2 separate regions of the Mus musculus genome follow, and region 1 is linked to region 2. A link is a contact called in public promoter capture Hi-C data. All regions are on one chromosome and are shown on one strand. The core of a region is the stretch at or near the end of the contact, and the rest is flanking DNA. Distances in the headings are between cores, read along the strand shown.

Region 1 (2,700 bases), core at 164-2,663, 960 kb before region 2:
CTACATGTATTTTTATGTGTATGTATGTGCCTGTGTCTGTTTATGTGTCCCATGTGTGCAGGAGTCAGAAGAGGTCAGAACCCTTGCTTGAGGTTCCCTCCAGTTCCCTTGAGGTGAGAGAGGTGGATTTGAGTCACTGTATGGGTGCTGGGAACCGAACCCAAGTCCTCTGGAAGAGCAACCAGCTCTCTTACCACTAATCCATTGCTCCCTGCACTCCTGTGAGCTTCTGGTCCTCCTTCCTCTACGCACTCAGTGCTGGGATAACAAGCGCACACCTCTATACGTGGTTTAGGCAGTGCTGAGGATTGAACCGGGACTTCATGCGTGCTAGCCTCACATTCCACAACTGAGTCACATCCAGACTGCCACAGGCCTTCTCCAAGACTAGCTTCCAACTTTTTTTTTTCTTTTAAAAGGTTTTCTGTTTGTGTGTTTTTGTTTTGAGAAAGGTCTCTCATGTAGCCCTGGCTATCCTGGGAACTCACTATGTAGACCAGGCTGACCTCTGAGTTACAGAGATCCACCTGCCTCTGCCTTTTAAGCATAGGATTAACGGCGTATACCACCTTACCTAGCTTCTTTATAAGCACTCTTTAGACTAGACACTATTGAGGTGGTTTTTGTTGGGGTGCCTTCCAAAGCATGTGGGTACTGTAGAGGATAAAGACACATCTTGGGTTCCTGCTGTTCTAGAAACTTCCATGGTATACTTGAAATTTCATGTTCTTTCTTCTGGTTCTTTGTCGTTAGACACTAGAATTAATCAGCCAAATATGCAGTCGCTTTAGAAATTAGAAATTTAAATCTTACTGTTCCCCAAACCAAATAGAACACAGAGATTCTTTTAGATCAACTCTAAAACAAGTTGGTGGGCAAAAAAAAAAAAAATGTTGATAAAGTGATCTTTGATCTCCATGGTGAGCAGCTGAAAATGATTATCAGTTCGTGTGTGTGGAGATTGTATGCACACATGTGTGGAGCTCAGAGGACAACATGGACTCTCTCTCTCCAACCATGTGGTTCCCAGAGATAGAACCTGGGCTGCCAGGCTTGGCGGTTTCACCTTCCTCTGCTGAGCCGTCTCACCTGTTCTTCCGCCTAATTACTTTTTAAATTTTAATTCTATTTTATTTTATTTTATAGTCTACGGAGGCTTTTCTGTTTGAGCTTTGCACCTCTAGAGAAAGGACCCCAGGGGTCTCCCTCCTGTGTGTTTTGGTCTCGCTTCTTTGTGGTCCCTGATGCTAGCTGGGGTTGTCAGCACAAGGAAACCAAACTGACAGCGTGGACACAGATTGTTCTGCCATTTCTCTAGGTGTTTGAGTTGCAGATCAAACCTAGGGCTGATCGCGCTACACTTGCTCAACCTGCCCGTGAGGGTTCACATTGATTTTCCCAGCTCTGTGATCATCAGTGATGCAAACTCACCATGTGACCGTGCTTCATCATCACAGTTAGGAACCGAACGATGGCTTTGACACATGGCCTGATGAGGACCCGGCGTTTGCCTCTCTTCTCAGCATTTTTGGTGCTCTTGAGAGCACCTGCCAGGACATTCATGGTGATGAGGAGTCTTTAATTTTATTTTTGAGACAGGGTCTCACTGTGTAATCCCCAATCTGAGGTAGTGCAAACAGAGGCATCATTATATAGAGCAGGCTGGCCTGCCGCTCTCAGAGGTCCTCCTGCCTCCGCCTCTCAGATACTGGATTAAAGATGTTAAACGCTATGCCCGGCCACCTTCCGATTTGAGATGTGGTCTCCAATTGAAGCTGAGGCTTGCCCATTCTGTTAGACAGGCTGGCCAGTGAGTCCCAAGGATTGTCCTGTCTCTGCCTCTTCTGTTGGGATTATAGAGAGATCACTACACTGTTTCCATGGGTCCTGGGGATCTGAAGCCAGAGCTTCACACCGCACGGCCTGTGCTTTATCCACTGTAGTATCTTCCCAGCCCCCTTCTTCTGGTCTTACCTCACACAGGCTCCGCCTCTCTCTACTGCATGACTACAAAGTCAGTCTGCTACTTCTGTTCTTTGAGACTGGGTGTCATGTAGCTAAGACTGTCCTTGAACTCTGTGTGTAGTTGAAGACAGCCTTCAATCCCTGATTCTCTTGTATCCCCGTCCCACGGGTGCGATTACAGAGGTGTACGTACCAAACCAGCTTTGTGTGGTTCGGGGAACAAAACCCAAGGCTTTAAGCACACGAGGCAAGCACTCAGCTAGCTTGACCATATTTGCAGCCCTGTCTGCAGAGTCTTGACTGGACCTTGCTTCCTTTTGCTTCAGGACTTCCTTCCTCCCTGCAGAGAGAGGCAGTAGGTAGGAAGTGCTGAGCATAGCAGCTGAGAGAGGCAGGGCCACTGGGCAAAGGTTTATGGGCCTGTTCAGAAAAGGGGCTAGATGGTATCAGTGGTAAGCCATTGGGCTGCTACATTTACTGATGTAGAAAGTTCACATGGACTGGGGAGATGGCTCAATTGGTGAGGTCTTGGAATGCAAGCACAAGTGCCCAGGCTTGTTCCCCCGGACCCATGCTAACACAAAGCAAAACAGAACTGTGGCAGCTTGAGTTTGTAATCTCAGTGCTGGAGAGGTGCACACAGGCGCTTCCCCTGGGGCTTGCTCAGCCGATCTAGCCTGAGCAGTGAACTCCAGGCCAGTGGGAGACCCTGTGCCTGCCTAGAGTGCCTGAAGC
Region 2 (2,700 bases), core at 189-2,688:
GCTTGTTTCCTAACAAGAGAATACATCTTAGAGCAGCAGTGGGTAGGGCACCAAAGAGAACATTTTGAAGAGCATGTATTTCTAATGCACTCTTTCTACCAGCCAGGAGGCAAGTTCAGCAGAAGCTGACCCAACAGGAATATTTGCTGTGCCACAGACTGAAGGAGCCATGTGCACTTGATGTTTTTTCCCCCAAATATTATAATTAATATGCAAAATCCGCCCCCCCCCCATGCTTTACAACTTTAGAGATTAAATCTTAACATTTAGGAAAATTTTCTGTGTGTGTGTGTGTGTGTGTGTGTGAGAGAGAGAGAGAGAGAGAAAGAGGGAGAGAGAGAGAGAGTCAAACTGGGGTGCCATTCCTCAGATGCTGTTGACCTTGCTGCCAGCCATTCCATCTCCCTGGCACTGGGATGCCTGGGGTGTACTACCACACATGGTGCTTTATATACACAGGTTCTGGGCTTTAACCCAGGTCCTTGTGCTTCCACGACAAGTGTTTTATTAGCTAGCTCTCCAGTCTCAGCTATTTTTCTCAAATACTAAGTTGATCCATTTTGGGGGGTGTGGGTGACTCTCCTAAGTCAGATTCATATAACAGAATAAATGTAAGTTTCCGGTCTCAAAGCCTGTGAAGCAACAGAGGCAACGGGGTGGAAACCAGGAAACAGTGTGGGAAAAGAAGCTATGATATACAGAAAACAAAAGCCATAGCTAGATGACATGTGGGGAGCCCAATGCCATCAAGATTTCCTGAATACCCAGAAGCATGGGTCAGGTTCCTGACGCCGCTGTTTCCTGGAAGGCCAATTTGACTATGTGTCGTAAAAAGTGTGAGAGGAAAAAATAACAATAAACTTTACATAGCTTTTCTTTTTCTCCTGTGAATACATATGTGCTTTGTGAGCACGGCCTTGGCTGTCCTAACCTTACTCACTTGAGACAGGGTTTCTCATGAGATCCTACAGAGTACTAGTATGGAGTCTAGCTGGCCAGCTGGCTCAGAGGACCCCGTTTCTGCTCTCTGGGAATACAGGCAGGTCACCCCTGAACCTGGCATCTGAACTCACGCTTGCCTGTGCTTTGGTGGTTGAGCCATCATCCCAGCCCTACTCACACACTTTGGAAGAAGAGTACAGAAGACAACTTAGTCACCTTACTTGAGGGCACTTTGATGTTAAGACAGAATATACAGATGAGTAACTGTATCACCTCTCGGCCTTTTGGCTAAGATCAAGTGCAGATGAGTAACTGTGATTCCATCCTCCCTGTGCCCCTTACCAGAGCGTCAGCCACTGCTGCTTCCAGGTCAGTGCTGGTACTCAAGACTCTCATGGCGTTCACAGAACCAGGGATTCGTCCTGACTGGCCCAGCCCAAACCGATCTATTCAGAAAACAAAAGCAGAACCTGTTAGTCTACTTACATTTTCTCAGTCCTCTGGAGGAGTCCTGCCTCCTCCCACTAAAGACAGAGACACCAACATTCCCTAGCCAGTTTGAACTGCACGGGACTTGCCTGCCAGTGGTAGGGACTAAGGTACTCACATTTAACACTAATGGGTCACAACTTGGGCTTTTCCTTCTCTGGATTTTGATTTTTTAAGTGAAGCCTGTTCTAGACATTATGTTCCCGACAGGGCTTGAGACAGATGATAGAACTTATTATAGAAGCAAACGGGGCCTTTGGTTGAATCTTTTAATCTATTTAGCTTTTCTTCTAGAGGAAAGTAAGTGCCCCTGATGCTTGTCCAACATAAGCAAGTTTCATGGTTTGGGAAACAAGATTTCATACAAACTGATGGAAAAAGTAAAACTCTGAGATAAATTATTACACTGACCTTAATTTTCCTTAGTGTTATTAAGAGTTAATGTTAGTGTTTAAATTTACTAAAATTACCTAATAAACACCACAAAAAGCTAGTGACTTCTTTTTAGAACATTATCAGTATAAATTTTACCTGAGTCCCTTTAAGGATTTTTGAATGATAAATTTTATATAGAAAAGGCAGAAAGAATCAAAAAACTTAAGATAAGTTTTTACAATTTAAGCAATTATTTTAAAGTTCTTATTTAAAACCGTGTGTGTGTGTTCATGCTTGTGTGTCTGTGTGAGTGTATGTCACACATGTGCTCAAAGGCCAGAAAAGGGTGCCAGATGCCCTGGAGCTGGAGTGAAAGGCTGCCTAATACAGGTGCTGGCAGCTCAGAATGGGTCAGCGGTAAGCGCTCCTAACCACGGAGCCGCCTCTCCAGCCCCCAAGGCTGTTCTTCATCAGGGTAAACCAAGACTTTCTTGTTAAGGTCCCACTAAGCCAGCTGACCAGCTTTACCAAAGCTCCAGCAGGAGAAAGACTGTGGAGCTATGCATTCCAGGAAGGACTTAGCGGCCACTGAGGAAAGGTTTACTTATCAAAATTCTAATACTTAATTAAATGTTAAGATAAAAACTATGTCCTTCCTGAGTTAATAAGGAAAAACAAATCTCTGCCTTCGCCACACTTCAGCATTTAGAATACGCTGGGATGTAGCATTTTACAGGAATTGGTCCTTCTTCTTAAATTACATGTTAATTTATTGATTATTTTGTGGGGAGGGGATATGGTACTCAGATGGGAGTCAGAGGACAACTTGCAGGAGCCAGTTCTCACTGTGTGGGTCTCAGATATAGAATTCAGGTTGTCAGGCGCCTTTACCTG

The links. Promoter capture Hi-C pulls out the DNA fragments that hold promoters and counts their contacts.
Region 1: a promoter capture Hi-C map of embryonic stem cells shows a contact between it and region 2, with 5 times the contacts expected there. The contact joins two enhancer-like sites. A contact is called at or near these places in 2 of 39 promoter capture datasets (embryonic stem cells and hippocampal neurons) and 1 of 115 datasets of contacts at active chromatin or transcription factors (embryonic stem cells).

The regions. Positions count from the first base shown.
Region 1 is chr1:119,498,349-119,501,048 of GRCm38.p6, reverse strand. All of the region lies in intron 1 of Ralb (v-ral simian leukemia viral oncogene B), which reads left to right. It also overlaps the pseudogene Gm29454. Among named protein-coding and RNA genes, the nearest start is that of Ralb, 5.1 kb to the left of the region's middle. Within about 2 kb of position 1,413, at least 46 of the 459 cell types and tissues checked have an H3K27ac peak or open chromatin away from gene starts, as enhancers often do. A contact at or near this core is called in embryonic stem cells, where this site is marked.
Region 2 is chr1:118,537,954-118,540,653 of GRCm38.p6, reverse strand. It overlaps Clasp1 (CLIP associating protein 1), which reads right to left. Exons shown (of 43, transcript NM_001359328.1): 26 at 1,285-1,388. Among named protein-coding and RNA genes, the nearest start is that of 2900060B14Rik, 80 kb to the right of the region's middle. Within about 2 kb of position 1,438, at least 15 of the 459 cell types and tissues checked have an H3K27ac peak or open chromatin away from gene starts, as enhancers often do. A contact at or near this core is called in embryonic stem cells, where this site is marked.